Regions from separate parts of the Pan troglodytes genome. Here region 1 is linked to region 2. A link is a contact called in public Hi-C data. All regions are on one chromosome and are shown on one strand. The core of a region is the stretch at or near the end of the contact, and the rest is flanking DNA. Distances in the headings are between cores, read along the strand shown. Region 1 overlaps MRPL46 (mitochondrial ribosomal protein L46). Region 2 holds the start of NTRK3 (neurotrophic receptor tyrosine kinase 3).

Region 1 (6,728 bases), core at 3,511-6,010, 200 kb before region 2:
TTGATTTTACCTCAGGGCCAGATCTTGCAGAGACCCCCTATAATTTTGGGAGCCAGAGTAAACAGATGGCTGTAGCCTTACCTTCCAATTGTGATTTTTCTTTCCTCCCTCTTCAGAAAACAGCATGGAAGCCAAGTTCCTAGGAAATGCACCCTGTGGGCACTACACATTCAAGTTCCCCCAGGCAGTGCGGACAGAGAGTAACCTCGGAGCCAAGGTGTTCTTCTTCAAAGCACTGCTATTAACTGGAGACTTTTCCCAGGCTGGGAATAAGGGCCATCATGTGTGGGTCACTAAAGATGAGCTGGGTGACTATTTGAAACCAAAATACCTGGCCCAAGTTAGGAGGTTTCTTTCGGACCTCTGATGGGCCGAGCTGCCTGTGGACGGTGCTCAGACAAGTCTGGGATTAGAGCCTCAAGGACATTGTGTGATTGCCTCACACTTGCAGGTAATATCAAGCAGCAAACTAAATTCTGAGAAATAAACGAGTCTATTACTGTGTTGGTCTCGGCTGATTTGCCCTTTGATGGCCCAGTGAAGAGAGCCATCTCTTAGGGTGTCTTTCCATTTTTTTCCCAGGTGATCATTGAGTACTGGATTATATTACAGTGCATCACTGAGTTACTGGGCCCAGGAAGAAAGGACAGAAGGAAATGAATTGACTTCCCGAAAGCCTTGAGTTCTGTGAAAGCTTCTCTAGGCCCTTGGGAAAAAACTAGTTCTATATAGTTTCTTAGCCATTTCCAGTTTGTTTTTCCTTCCCTCTGCACTTGATATGAAGGTGTTTTAATCTAGCCTGGGAAATAATCCTTCCTTCTTTCCCCCCCTTCCTAAAAGCATTTTATTTTAAAAAGAATTGAGTCATGTCTTAACCTTTTTTGAAACAGTCATGTGAAATGTGCAGTTAGTTTATCTCCATTCTACAGATGGAGGAATCACGGCCAGGTTGTGACTTAGCCTAGAGTCATACTGCATGTGCCTGTTGGTGCTAGAGGAGAATGCTGACCCCATGCCCCTCACCTCTTTGGGGCTCTTGGCTCTTCAGTGTGTTGTTTGGGTCCTCACTGGTCCCCAGTGCCTGGCACATATGAGGCACTCAGTAAACATTTGTTAAGTGGGTGGCAGAGCATGGGGAACTCTCAGGCATACCTTTGTCTGCCCAGAATAGTGGTTTTAGTCTGCAGTCCTGGATTCCCATCAGATGCTTCCTGGTTTCGTCTCAGACGGCCTGGGTTAAACAGGCTGTGAGCACATGAGATGGGATTTCTGTTTCTGCATCAGCTGCAGCCTTGTGTTCTTGCCCGGGATCAGGGAAATTGCTTTCTTAATCAAAATTGAGGGGCCTAGGCCTGATACTCCTCTGCTAACCTTTTTCCTCCTGCATGTGTGCTCTCCCCTCCATGACTGAGGGGAGATGTCTCCTGGCATAGGCTTGCTGATGGTGAGCTGTAGTGGTGCCTTTGGAGTGAAGCCTGGGCGCAGCCACAGGGCCAAGATGCACTTTCTGGGTTTTGGAGTGACTTGTGTGTGAACTGTATTGCATATTCTTAGGGCCACGGGCACCTCTGACCTAGAAGGGAAGGAATCACCAGAGTGAAGTGACTATTTTCATGACCATGCATGTCTGTAACAACATTGTTTTTTTGGTGAGAAATAGCATATGTGCAATTGGGAAATAGATAAATGGTGTCAGAATGACCCAAAATTATGTTAGATTTTTCTGCAGAACATTAATATTTTTAAATGATCAGGGACAAGATTGAATAGCTTAAGAAAAAAGCTGAAAATTTTCTAGAAGCGCCTTCCTTTATTGCAAGTAGGGGCTGGTTTAGTAACTTCTAGAAGCACTGCTAGCCTTTCCATGATGTTCAGCTCTCAGGGGAAACTGTGAGTGGAATGGAAGAAGCTGTGAAGACACCTCACCCACCTTGTTTTAAAAAATTGATGAAGAAGGCCCTGTCCTGGATCACAGTTTTAATTTTGATGGAATGCATCTCTGCTAAGATTACATATCAAAGGACCTACATCTCAGGAAGCAGTATAAGCCCCAGGATTTAAGGCTGCTGGGGATTGGTGTACAGGTGGTGGGGGTACTGCATTAGCATCATCATTAGGCTTCATTCTCTTTTGTTATTGCTCTGGTTACAGAATTCCATAGGTTTTGAGTGGTCTGCCCCAACCCCCTTTTCTGTTATTTTTGGAGTGTGATATTGCAGAATGCAAGATTTTTAGCATTATAGTATAAATAACTATATTTGCTGAGTGCCAGCTTGAATCTTCTACCGGCTGCCAAACATGACCAAAAAATTGTTTCTAGTGTATCCTTTGGGGGAAGATTGCCAGGGAACAAAATAAGATGCGATGTTCTCAGTGTGGGAGGACAGCGTAATGTGTGTGGTGCTGTGGGGATTAGGAGTTCCAGTTTGAAGTGTGTTTGTACAACCTAAGAAGAGAAATGCCTCTGTGTGTGTGTGTGTGTGTAACATGTACAACAGACCACCCAGTTCACTGAAAGGATCCTTCAGTTGTTAAGGTTTAGCCTTCGCCTCTTGGTCATTGTTTTCCCAAATGATTTCTGGTCTCCTGGCTTTCACCTTTGCGGGTTCTACAGAGAAAATACTGCCCTGCTTACAAACTTGTTTTCCTGGTAACTTATTTTCAAGGGTTACTTCCTGCTGGGCCATTTCTATGCCTTGTATGTGCTTCTACACTTAACAATTTATAGGATAATTAGTTGTTAATCTGGCTCCTATACAGGTCGAATATCCCTTATCTGAAATGCTTGGGAGCAGAAGTGTTTTCAGATTTCAGGTTTTTTTGGATTTTGGGATATTTGCATTATACATAATGAGATATCTTGGGAATGGGACCCAAATCTAAACATGAAATTCATTTATGTTTTATATACATCTTATACACAGATTACCCGAAGGTAATTTTATACAATATTTTAAATAATTTTGTGCATGAAACCAAATTTGTGTTAAGTACTTGATGTGTGGAGTTTTCCACCTGTGGTGTCATTGAGGCCCTCAAAAAGTTTTGGAGTTTGGAGCCTTTTGGATTTTGGGGTTACGAATGTTCATCCGTACCTACTGGACTTCAGAAACTATGTGCAGATTAGCTCCTTTCCCCATGAGCACTGGACTTGGGGTCAGAAAACCTGGATTTGAGTTTTTATGACCTCAGTTAAGTTACTGTTACTGTTGATGACAGCGTAGTGACTCCTGAGTGCCAAGAGCCTTGTGAGTGCCCTTACTTACAAGCTACGTTGTTATTTAAACCAGCAGGGCAGGCATCTTTATCCCTATTTTATACATGAGAAATAAACTCAAGTTAGTTAGCTTACTTTGAGTTACTTCCTAGTAAGAAGTGGGGCCAGAATTCAAACCTAGACCTGTATACAAAGGTAGTTCTTAACCTTTCTTAACTTTACCTTTCTCATCTATAAAATGAAGATGATACTTCTTCTCAGGTAATGTGGTAAGTTATGTGAGAGTACTTAGCACCACGTGTGGCTTGTTATAAACACTCAGCGAATGTTTCCCTCCTTCCAACATACTTAGGCTCCTGAATTCTGCTCCTTCATTTAGCTGTAACATCTTTAGCTTTTACAACTCCCATTCTCACCTTTTCTAAGTTATACATTGTGGCAACCAAGCATTTCTGACCTATTTGGAGAGGGATGTGAGTAACTTGGACATTAATGGTTTCCATCCATTAATGCCACACACAATGGTTGTATGGCAGGTAAGTCCCATAGCCAGCCTCATCCAGCTGGTTGGGCATGTTAGCTCTGTCCCACCCTGGGCCAGGAAATCCAGAGCCACTGTTAGGCACAGGCTTATGGGCACTAAAAACAGAAAGGATTTGCTGACCCGTTCTATTACCCCAACAGGGGAAAAGGAGTGCCGCTGAAAGGTCAGCAACCCAATTATTGAAAGCTCACAGATCGCTAAGCTTCAAACACACATAGCAAGATAAAGCCTGTTTGCCTGAAATCTCAGGGTAGCCTCAGCCCCTACCCTTCTCCGCTTTATTTTCTAGAAGCACATCGGGCCTGGATTATGGCCAGTTACTTTAGGCTATCAGTCGCCTTTCACCTGTCTTGGCATTTTGGTGCTTAAAACAGGAAGCGAAGGAGGAAAGTGTTCTCTCTGTGGTCGGAATAGGTGCTGTTAAAGGCTCAGGGATAGATCCAGATAGCTGAATCACTGCTGTAGCTGAGGGGCTGGGGCTGGAAGGTCCCCTGCAAGTCAGGAGATAGGCACTGCCAGGGAGGGTCTTACTAGCCTAGAGCAAGACATAGGTGCACATGTGCACGCATACATCCCAGCTACCCTACTAAGCCACTCTGAAGTGGGCCTGAGAAGCTGGCCCCAGGTTTTATTCAGAGGCTTTGGCAGTACAAACAGAGCATTGATTGCCCGAGTGTCAGATACCAGGCCCCAAGTAGCTGCTGAGTGGCTAAGGTGGGTGGGGGAGAGAGACTCCCAGTTTCTCCTTTGGCCCAGTAGGGGAAAACTGTCCTAATGTAGTCAGATGAGGGCACTGAGGCTAGGGCTTTTGGGAATGACAGGGCTAATAGACAAAGTTGAGAACACCCTGGGCCTAAGGGGTTTGGGACACACCTCCAGGTCAGAAAGCCTTGGGGTAGATCAGGCTGAGAAAAGGAGAGAGAGGATATCCCCAGACCGAGAAACCAGATGGCAGCCCAGAGTGGAAGGCGGGGCTTTATGACAGCTGGAGTGGGCTCATACGCATGAGCACCACAAGGTGGCAGGGTTTGCCTGGCATCTGCTCTTCCAGAAGTAGGCTGTCTCTGGAAACCTTCACGAAACCTGGAAACCTTCTGGAAACCTGCCTGGCCTTAGGCTGCTGCCCTTGGAGAAGCTTCTTATCTCAGGCTGAGCAGAGTCCCCAGCACCCAGTCTCCTGGGGTTAAGCAGCAGCCAGAAGCTTGCTGACAGCCAACCAGGACAGATGTGGGGCACTCATGGCCATCCACCCCCATGCATCAGCTCCAGGGAGTGCCACAGATGGACACCATGCCCTTGGGAGGGGAGGGCACCCAGACTGCCATGTGTTAGGACCACTTCATGTAGCCTTGTGCTAGGCCTGCATGTCCACAACATAATCTGACTCACCTAAGAATTACGTTGGTCTTGTGTGGCATTTTTAGATCCATAGACAAGCTTGGAGAGGGGAGGAGACCCTGTGAAGGTCTCAGTCAATGCTTGGTAGAGCCAGGATTTGAACCCAGAGCTATGTGATTCTAAAGCCATCCATTGTCCCATGCTGCCTGGACCCCTGCCTTTGTATCATGGAATTCCTGAACTGGTCATGGAGGGGCAATCTACTGCAGGCTCATGGACCCCTTGGAAAGCCTGAACTGGGGTGATTTGTGAGAATATGAAGAGGATTGACATGGAGAACAGTGAGGCTGAAGGGATTGGAATTATTTGAACTTGGAGAAGGGAATGGTGAGAGTCATGGTTTTTGAGTGTGTATATTACTTACACAGAGGATGTCCATTAGTCATCTTGGTCTGAATTAGAGGAAGTAAGCAAGCTTTAAAATGCAACAGTAGGAATTTTGAGAAGTTACACATGGGAAGAGTTCCTTGACATTTAGGATTATTAAATATTAAAGTGAGTTTTTATTTGAAGATGCTACTTCTTAGTACAAAAATCAACAGTTAAAGCACAATTTGGGAAAGCTAATTGGTAACAGTGGGTAAGAATCTCCATGAGTATTAAAAATAAAACAAGAACAAATGCCATTAAAAATAAGGTCAGTTCTGAGTAGTCCAATAGATTAGTCTTTTTCAGTTTCTTTGTCAATCACCTCACCACATTTTCTACAAGACGGTAAATCTTGATGACAAGGAAAAACCTCAAATAAAGAGAATTCTTGAAACATCCCAGTTAACCCTTCAACAAATATTTGTGGAGGAGGTTGCTTTACAGCCAAGCACTGGGAATAAAATGGAGACCAAAATACTCTTGGCCAACATCCTCAGTTTAGTGCTGAGGGTGGTGGGGGAACCCTGCCTGTCAACAAGCCAAAGGGAGCTGTGCTGTGCACCAACCCTGTGAGGGCCTCAGAGCAGGCCTCAGAATAGAGGGGAGAGAGCCAGGGAATAGAAGAGAGTAGGAATCACGTGCACAAAGCCCAGAGAGGCCTGGAAGAAGCTCTGTGGGGCTGGAGGGCAGTGCATATGGGAATTATTTTACAGTGTTTTAGGTTCTTAACTGTCCAAGACAGCTTAAGAGTAGTTTTGTCTGAAGGCAAGAGAATGAGTTCCATGATGCCTTGTGCAGAATCACATCTAACCTGAGGGCTGGATTCTAAAGTCACTGTATAGGTCACAAATCATCTATGACTAAAGTTACCATGGAAATATCCTTTAGAAAGGTAACACATTGGTGACTGGCCAGGTCTCTCCGGGAATCTAACATGGCCAGTGTTTCTTCTAGAGGTGGAACCAATCATGATTTATTTGGAGGAGCACAAGATTAACCAGTTGGCTTGTGTTTCGGGGCCATGATGTATAAAATACTAAGATTCCTATCCCTGTCCTTGAAGGGCCGTTGACTGCAGGTCTGTGCCCCATCCCTTAGAGGCTTGAATGGAGCGGGTTGGGAGAATATGAAGAGGATTCTGAATTACACCAAATATGAGATGTTTGCACAAAGACAGACATTCGAGGTCCTAGATGGAGT
Region 2 (7,358 bases), core at 400-2,899:
CGGAGAAAGCAGCCCGCCCGCCCCTCACCCGGCAGCCAGTTCAGCGCACCCGAGAGCTGAGCCCAAGAAGCCGGCCTCTGACGGTGCTGGCGTGGCGCTTGCCAAAATATGCCCCTTGCATCTCAATTTCCCCCGGCCATTTCTCTTGCACGCACAGCTCGCCCGGGGCCACCTCGGCTCTCCAGCGCAGCCCTTTCGACCCTTGTTTCTTCCTTCCCCGATCCATGCCTGCTCAAGGCCGAATGCAAAACCCACCTCCAAGAAAGCGCAGCGGGCACGGGGGGCACCTAGCGTGCCATGTCCCGCAGTCCCCTCCCAGCCAAGACCAGCGCCCCAGACTCTAGATTACGGAAATGAGTGTCATTCAGACCAAGGACTGCGCGTCTGCGGTCCCGGTCCCCGGCTCTGGGTGCTTCTCTGGGGTGTCTGTGCGCTCCGGCACCCCCCGTCGCCGTCCGTGAGCCTGCGCCCCCCACCCACCCAGGCTTGGGAGCGCCCCCCACCCAAGGCTTGGGAGCACTCCCCAATCACCTCCGCCACGTTCATTTCACTTCCTACCGCGGTCCGGATTGCAGCAAAACCGGGTAGCGCGAGGGCCAAAAAGTGGAAAGGAGAGCGCCTTTCCGTGTCGTGCAGCCAGCTCGCCAACTCTCCCTCCCCAGCCCCGACCCTCGCAATCTCAACTGCAACTTTTTCCCTTCGGTCTCGGTTTCCCCCGGGCTGCGGCTAGCGGGCGCCGCGCTGCGAGGCGTGGAGCGGGCGGGCTGCCGCGAGGCTGCGGGTGGCGGTGCCGGCTACAGCCGCGAGCCGGCGAGTGGGTGGGTGGGTGGGTGGGGAGGAGGGAGAGGACGGGCGGGGAGAGAGACGGGTGTGGGGAGGGGAGGGAGGGGGAGATTCCGCTCTCCTGCCGCTCCCAGCCCGGGCGGGGGGCGGGGGGAGGAGGCCGCGACGAGGGAGGGGAGGAGGGAGGGAGGAAGGGAGGGAGGGAGCCGAGGAAGACGCTCCGATAACCCGTGCGTTTCGTAAGGCTCGGAGCACTTGTACATTTCTGCAGCCGCGCGGCGAGCCATTCGCGGCGGCTGCTGCAGCTCCTACTGCATCTTCCTTCTCTTCCTTTCATCGGGCTCCGGGTGTGTGTATGTGTGAGAGTGTGTGAGTGTGTGTGTTTTGCAGGTGTGTGGTGTGTCCGTTTTAATTCTGCCCAGTAGGTGGGACTTGGTGACTTTAGCACCATTTTTTCCTTTTCCTTTTTTTTTTTTTTTTTTGCCTCCCCACCGTCTGTTGCAACCCTGCAAAGTCTCGGAGTCGGAGAGCGCGCCTCGCTTCCAGAGCCCCCGGACCCGGCGAGTCAGCGATCGCCGAGCCGGCCACCATGCCCGGCAGACCGCGCCACTAGGCGCTCCTCGCGGCTCCCACCCGGCGGCGGCGGCGGCGGCGGCGGCGGCGGCGGCGGCGGCGGCGGCCGCGATGGTTTCAGACGCTGAAGGATTTTGCATCTGATCACTCGGCGTTTCAAAGGCAGAGGCCCCCCCTCCCCCTTCTCCCCTCCCTCGCCGTCTTTGTTTCCTTCCCCCCCTGCTCTCCCCACTCCCCCCACCCCACCCCCCTCTCCTCTCCTCCTCCTCTTTTTTAGAAGCAGCGATCGGAGATGGATGTCTCTCTTTGCCCAGCCAAGTGTAGTTTCTGGCGGATTTTCTTGCTGGGAAGCGTCTGGCTGGACTATGTGGGCTCCGTGCTGGCTTGCCCTGCAAATTGTGTCTGCAGCAAGACTGAGATCAATTGCCGGCGGCCGGACGATGGGAACCTCTTCCCCCTCCTGGAAGGGCAGGATTCAGGGAACAGCAATGGGAACGCCAGCATCAACATCACGGACATCTCAAGGAATATCACTTCCATGTAAGTCAGGCGGCCGCTCCCCAGCCTGCCTCCCCCGCGCTCCGCGTCTCCCTCCTGCCCGCCCGCGGCCGGGAGCCGGCCCTCCGCCCGCCCCAGCTCGCCGCTGCCCGCCGCCCGCTGGGCGCGCGTCAGGCTCGCTCTGGCTCGGGAGATGCTCTCCGGCTGCGCATTCCAGGTGACTCCGGCCCTGGCGAGGCGCGATCCGGCGATGCGTGTGTGTGCCTCTCCCCGGAGAGGACCCTGGCCGCCGAGGGCACGCGGGGCCCAGCTACCGCCCGCCCCCCAACCAGTTGCTGGCTCGTTTCGATGGTGCAAATTGTTTTTTTTGCTCCCCACTAAATAGCAACAGTTTGGCCACGCTCAAGTGGAATAAAGTAGACGAGGTTCGATTCTTTGGCAGAGGCGGCAGCAGCGGTGGCAGCGGCGACAGCGCTTAGCCGGCAGGGAAGGTGACAGATAGGGACTGCTCGCGATCCAGCCGAGGTGTTTAACTATTTCCATTTGGAAACAGTAAAACATGCTGACAAGTAAACAAGTTGCGAGCTGGCTGCTCGCGGGGAGACTTTGGACGTGTGGAGGCCGTCATGGACGCCTACCTCTTCCCTTCCCCTCCTGCAGCCCGCCCTCTCCAGCCCCATTTTGGGCATTTCCGAGACACCCCCTTTGCCACCCTCATCTGCATCTGGGCGCCTACAGATCCCTTCCCAGTTTGGGCTTTGATAACTGCTCGGAATAATTCCGAGTCAGGATGGAGCAGGGAGAGGAGAGGGCGTGTGTTTTGAGGAGAGGGGTTTCTTGTGTGATCGTGCGGATCGGTTCATTTGGAACATTCAACTCTGGCTGGCTTTTGCTTGGTTCTGCCCCCTCCGAGGGAGACCAGTGCTGGCCTGCTCTTTTCTCCTTGCTATTTTTCTTTGGTGGGGATGGCAGCAGACGCAAAGGAGAGGACAGATCGAGGGCTGGGGACCGGAGAGTCTGCTCCTCTTTTCTTTCGTTGACCTCGGCCAGGTGACCCCTTCCTAACCTACCACCCTGGAGAAGGGTGTGGACCGTACTGGAATTGCTCAGAGGATAATTCTCACCTCTTTTCCCCCAAGGCTTCCAGCCCTTGGGGACCCTCAGCAACGGGTAGGCAGCTGAGAAGGGTTTGTGCTGAGGTCCTGGCCAAGGTCTGGAGGAAGGCATTTTGGGTGGCTCTTTACCCCTTCGACGGACTTAAGGGGGCCGGACCTGCCTTTGGTGCTGCTCTGGGAGCACCTCCCCTTGCTTCAGCCCAGGGCCATGGGGCTGCAAAGCCTGGAGGAATTGCAGTCCTGCTCTCTGGAAAGCCCACCAGCCCTCTCGGCTTAATGGAGCTTCTGCTTGCGCTCTCGCAGCTGACAGTTTGAGGGAAATGGATAGCCCAGGAGATGTCTCTGACTCCTGGCCCAGGAGACAAGCTTGACCCATATCTCAGCTCTGCTGTTCACCCCCTTACCCTCTTCAACCCGGCCAGAGATGACAAGACAAACAGCCAAGGGGCGGGGGTCAGCAGGGAGGGCAGGAGGAACAGGACAGACCCAACTGTGCCTCTCCCCGACTGCAGGCCACAGGCTTCCAGCATTCCCAAGGATGCAGGGAGAAGGGTTCAGAGTGAGACTGTTAGGGAAACTCAGACTTGGAAGTGCATTGCTGGAGCTGTATGTGTGTAGGGGGTGGATGTGGGTAGTAGGGTGCTGGTGAAGGTGGGAGCTGAGCAGCCAGTCTTGGTGCTCAGAAGCCTGACCTAGAGATTGCCAGGGGTGGGCCAAGGGTTGGAAGAAGGGGCCCCTGGTACCCAGCCTGGGTCTCTGGGAATGGGTGAGCTGCATCCAGTGTGCTGCTCCAAGGATGTGTCTGTCTGTAGAAAGCCAGTGGGAGGCAGGGATGGTCACAATCACGTAGGCTCTTTATAGCCACACAGAGGTGTTGCTCCTCTGAAAATGATGCTCAGGGAAGCAGTTTCATAGGGAAGAGTTGGGTTAGCCTTTCTAGGCTGCCAGAAAGGTCTGTGATGGGAGGGGACTGGGGGTGGCCTCTTGCCCTCTTTGGTACTGGAGGGCCTCAGGAGGGCGTCTGGGAGGATAGTGAGCAGGGAGTGGATCTGGAGCCCCTCTGTGTGTGTCCCCATTCTTGTTTCAGGACTTGGATTCTGAGAGGCCATCAGGACTCCTTTCTCTAAATCGACCCAACACCAAAGAACAAGGGAACTGGATTCCCACAGGAGCTGTGCCAGTGGCAGGTGGGGGAGGGTCAGAGGTCATGGGTCGAATGACCTCTCCTTGCCCCATCTTCTCCCCAGTGCCCTGTTATATCTATGGCTGGTATTGACTGAGCTCGAGAAGAGCCCAGATTTCCACTCCAGAGCCAGAGGGCTGGAGAGAGGGCGGGGAGTCACGCTCACCCCAGAAAGTCAGCATCCCCATCCCTGTTTGACTTCTGAGGAAATGGAGGCTTGGGGTGGTAAGGTCACTTGCCCCAGACACACAACCCCAACAGGAACCCCCACTGTGTGGGGCTGCATATGGAGCAGGCTGGAAGAGGGATGTGTGGGCAGAGAGGAGCACCCTCGGCTGGGGTCGGTTCTTGTTTTAGTATGACTTGGGAAGAGGGCTTCAGTTGAAGCCCGTGCCTTGCTGGAGAGTTGTTCTTCAGATTTCTGATGTTACCAAGGAAATGGGACCAAGAGGTCCCCTAGCTTCCCATTGGCCTGAAGCTCTTGATGCTGGTGGATGCCCCAGGGTATAGCTTGGGCACACTCTGGGTAGAAGATGCTGAGGCCTCCACAGTTTCACCCTCTTGTTCTTCGGGCTGTAATGTTTCGAGATCCTTCCTTCAAGTGCTGAACTGATTGTACCTGAGTTTCCAGAGGGACAAGAGGTTTCCCTGTGGTTCTGCTTCTCAGGGATGGTGTGTGGAGTGATTCCTGTGTGGCCATCCAAGGAAGCTGGCTGGGAACTGCCTCTGATGGGGGAGGCCATCTCCCCATTCAGCTGCCCTGTTTGTATCTGGAGGAAATCAGTTGCAAGGCATCAGAGCATAAGTGTGGGTCTCACCTCCACCCCTCACCAGAGCCACGCTCCTCCAAAGGGCCCTCCCTTTTGGCCCCTTTCTGCCCAGGAGGCCAATCCCTTTGCCTTTGCAGCTGTTGATACACAGGAACCTCATGGAGCCTGGAAGGGTCCATGCGCAGCCACACCCAACCAGGCTGTGACGTCACAAAGGCAGGAGGGTGGTGGCCATGGTGGACTGTCTGGGCCGCTTTGCTAGGCCAGGCCTACCTGGGGCTGGGTTGGAATGGTATGGTCTTTAGCTGTTAGAAAGAAGATGAAGCGGGAGAGGATGGCGTGGCTGGACCAGGTATGCTTGGGGCTGGCTACCTTGGCTTGCAAAGACCACGGGCTCTTAGCTGGGACTCTGAGTCGCCAGCTGGGTCTCACTCTGAGCCGCCACAGGGTCCCTGGCATTTGGCAGCTCTCTGGTCCCTTCATTTCCATGGCCCTCCCTGAAGGCCCTCTTCTGGCTGGCTGAAGGATCATTCGGGGCTTTGGCCGTCATGTTGGCTCCTGAGTCTCATTCTTTCTAAGGATCAAGGGGAGACCCAGCCTTGACAATGACCCGGCAGGGTATGAGCCAGGCCCCAAAGGCATCATGGGGCTCACTCTTGGTAGGCACAGTTTGGTGCTCAGAACCCCAGGATTAGGACTAGGTCTGAGAGAGGTGGGCAGAAATGTGAGGGGCTGTTGACATGAGATTTGGAAGCAGGAGTAGTTACAGCCCCACAGAAAGATACTTCCAGGATCAAACCTGGGGCCCTTGGTCTCCTGAGGCCCTGGGGTTTTCCACCAAGGAAAGGCTATTGGTGGCTCCAGAGCCAAGACCCCCTGCCCCAGGAAGCCCAGCAGGTCAAGCTTCTGTCATACACCCTGGGGCCAAGGGCATCTGCTCTGCACCTCCATGGGACCTGAGGCCATGACAGCTTTGGGCGAAAACCAGCCCAGCCTGACCACTGCTTTGAAAGTCCTCATCTACTGGCCCCAGGAAGGCTAAGCCTGCAACCTGGAAGGTTCCTTAGGGTTCTAGAAGGCTCCTACTACCCTCCTGCCTGGCTGAACAGGAGGTGCTGCTGTGAGAAAGGGAGGGCCTGTCCTTGCCTTGCCAGTCCCTGCCAGCTGCTGCTTCTGTCCAACTCTGTAGAAGGACCAGGGCCCCACCTCAGCTGGCTCTTGGGTGGGTGTGGGTAGCCTGAGGCCCTCCTTTGGTATGGCCCTTGCCAATATCGCGGCATTTCCACTGTGGCCCGGGTCCCCATCCCATGGGCTCCCATGGGTGGCTGGCACAGGAGTCATAGGCATGGTCTCCATCCTCCCCTCGGGGCCTCCAGTTGGCTGGTGGCAGAGAAAGGGATGGATCATGTGAATCCCACCTTGGCTCTGCCCCTAACTCCCTGTGAGCTCCATCAGGGCACTCTAGACGTTCAGAGCCTGTAAATTCAACTATGAATTGAGGCCGCAGGGCAGAGTGTTTCTTCCAACTTGGACATATGTCATCTCAGGGCCCAGAGAACTTCCCCCAGGAGGCTTGGCCACTCCACTTTTAAGGGCACCTCCTGGGGATGGCAATGATCCTTGTGATGGTGCCAGGAGGAGGTGCACTCCCTCACTGACCTTGGGACAGTGGTTATTCTCCTCTTCCTTCCCTTCCCACCTCTAGCAAACTCAGGCCACCCAGAATTTGACACCATTTGTGACACATGACACTATTTAGAGTCAACTGCCCAGACCAAATGGCATATTTAACAAGAATGTGCTGGGGCCTGCAGCCTCTCATTAGGGCCTGGACACCCAGCTTCGTGACTCCCCATCTGCACCCTGGGCTCAGGGCCAGGAAAAGATGTTCTTTTGCAAAGCTTTCAGCCCATTGCTGGAGCACAGCTCTCCACTGGGTGTGAGAAGAAAACACTGGAACTTCTATTGCAAATTATTTTTGCCTAGAAAAGAGGATATTTCATATTTAATGTATAGATAATAGATATATAAACATATAAAGTAATAAATATGAGTGTTTGGGGTTTATAAAATAAACTTTTTGATTGCTAAATCATGCATGATCAATACAGCCTGGTACCCACTGCTCTTGTGATTGGGAGGGTTGGCACTTGAGAAGGAGACAGGGTGGTGACAGAAGAGGTGGTCCTGAAGCCCCTGGCTCTCTCTTGGTGCTGGGCCAAGGAAGGGTTGATTAATAGGGGGGTATGGTTAATGTGAGGAGGGAATAAGCTGGGTGGGGTGGAGGATCTCAGTTCCAGATCAGAGTTCCCAAGGCCCAAAAGCCCCCTCGCAGGGGCCAGGCCAGCTCTTAAACGATGGTCTAGTGCCTACTGGGATCCTACCTTCTTATCCTTGTGTAGCAAATTCTTCATCTCCACGAATGCCCCCATCAGT

Evidence for each region. A called contact is a pair of places that touch in the nucleus more often than the background predicts.
Region 1: a Hi-C map of induced pluripotent stem cells shows a contact between it and region 2, with 3 times the contacts expected there. The contact joins the enhancer-like site here to the promoter of NTRK3 in region 2. A contact is called at or near these places in 4 of 7 Hi-C or Micro-C datasets (blood, induced pluripotent stem cells and stem cell-derived neural progenitor cells) and 1 of 1 datasets of contacts at active chromatin or transcription factors (stem cell-derived excitatory neurons).

What each region holds. Positions count from the first base shown.
Region 1 is chr16:80,246,738-80,253,465 of NHGRI_mPanTro3-v2.0_pri, reverse strand. It overlaps MRPL46 (mitochondrial ribosomal protein L46), which reads left to right. Exons shown (of 4, transcript XM_510572.7): 4 at 117-502. The coding sequence ends at 367. Among named protein-coding and RNA genes, the nearest start is that of MRPS11, 11 kb to the left of the region's middle. Within about 2 kb of position 4,760, at least 5 of the 24 cell types and tissues checked have an H3K27ac peak or open chromatin away from gene starts, as enhancers often do. A contact at or near this core is called in induced pluripotent stem cells, where this site is marked.
Region 2 is chr16:80,044,507-80,051,864 of NHGRI_mPanTro3-v2.0_pri, reverse strand. It overlaps NTRK3 (neurotrophic receptor tyrosine kinase 3), which reads left to right and starts at 1,649. Exons shown (of 17, transcript NM_001034123.1): 1 at 1,649-1,896. The coding sequence starts at 1,649. It overlaps LOC134808576 (5E5 antigen-like), which reads left to right and starts at 354. Exons shown (of 4, transcript XM_063795453.1): 1 at 354-457; 2 at 663-814; 3 at 918-1,130; 4 at 1,298-1,500. The coding sequence starts at 354. The coding sequence ends at 1,500. LOC107968414 (a long non-coding RNA gene) reads right to left here and starts at 5,067. Exons shown (of 4, transcript XR_001709561.3): 1 at 4,319-5,067.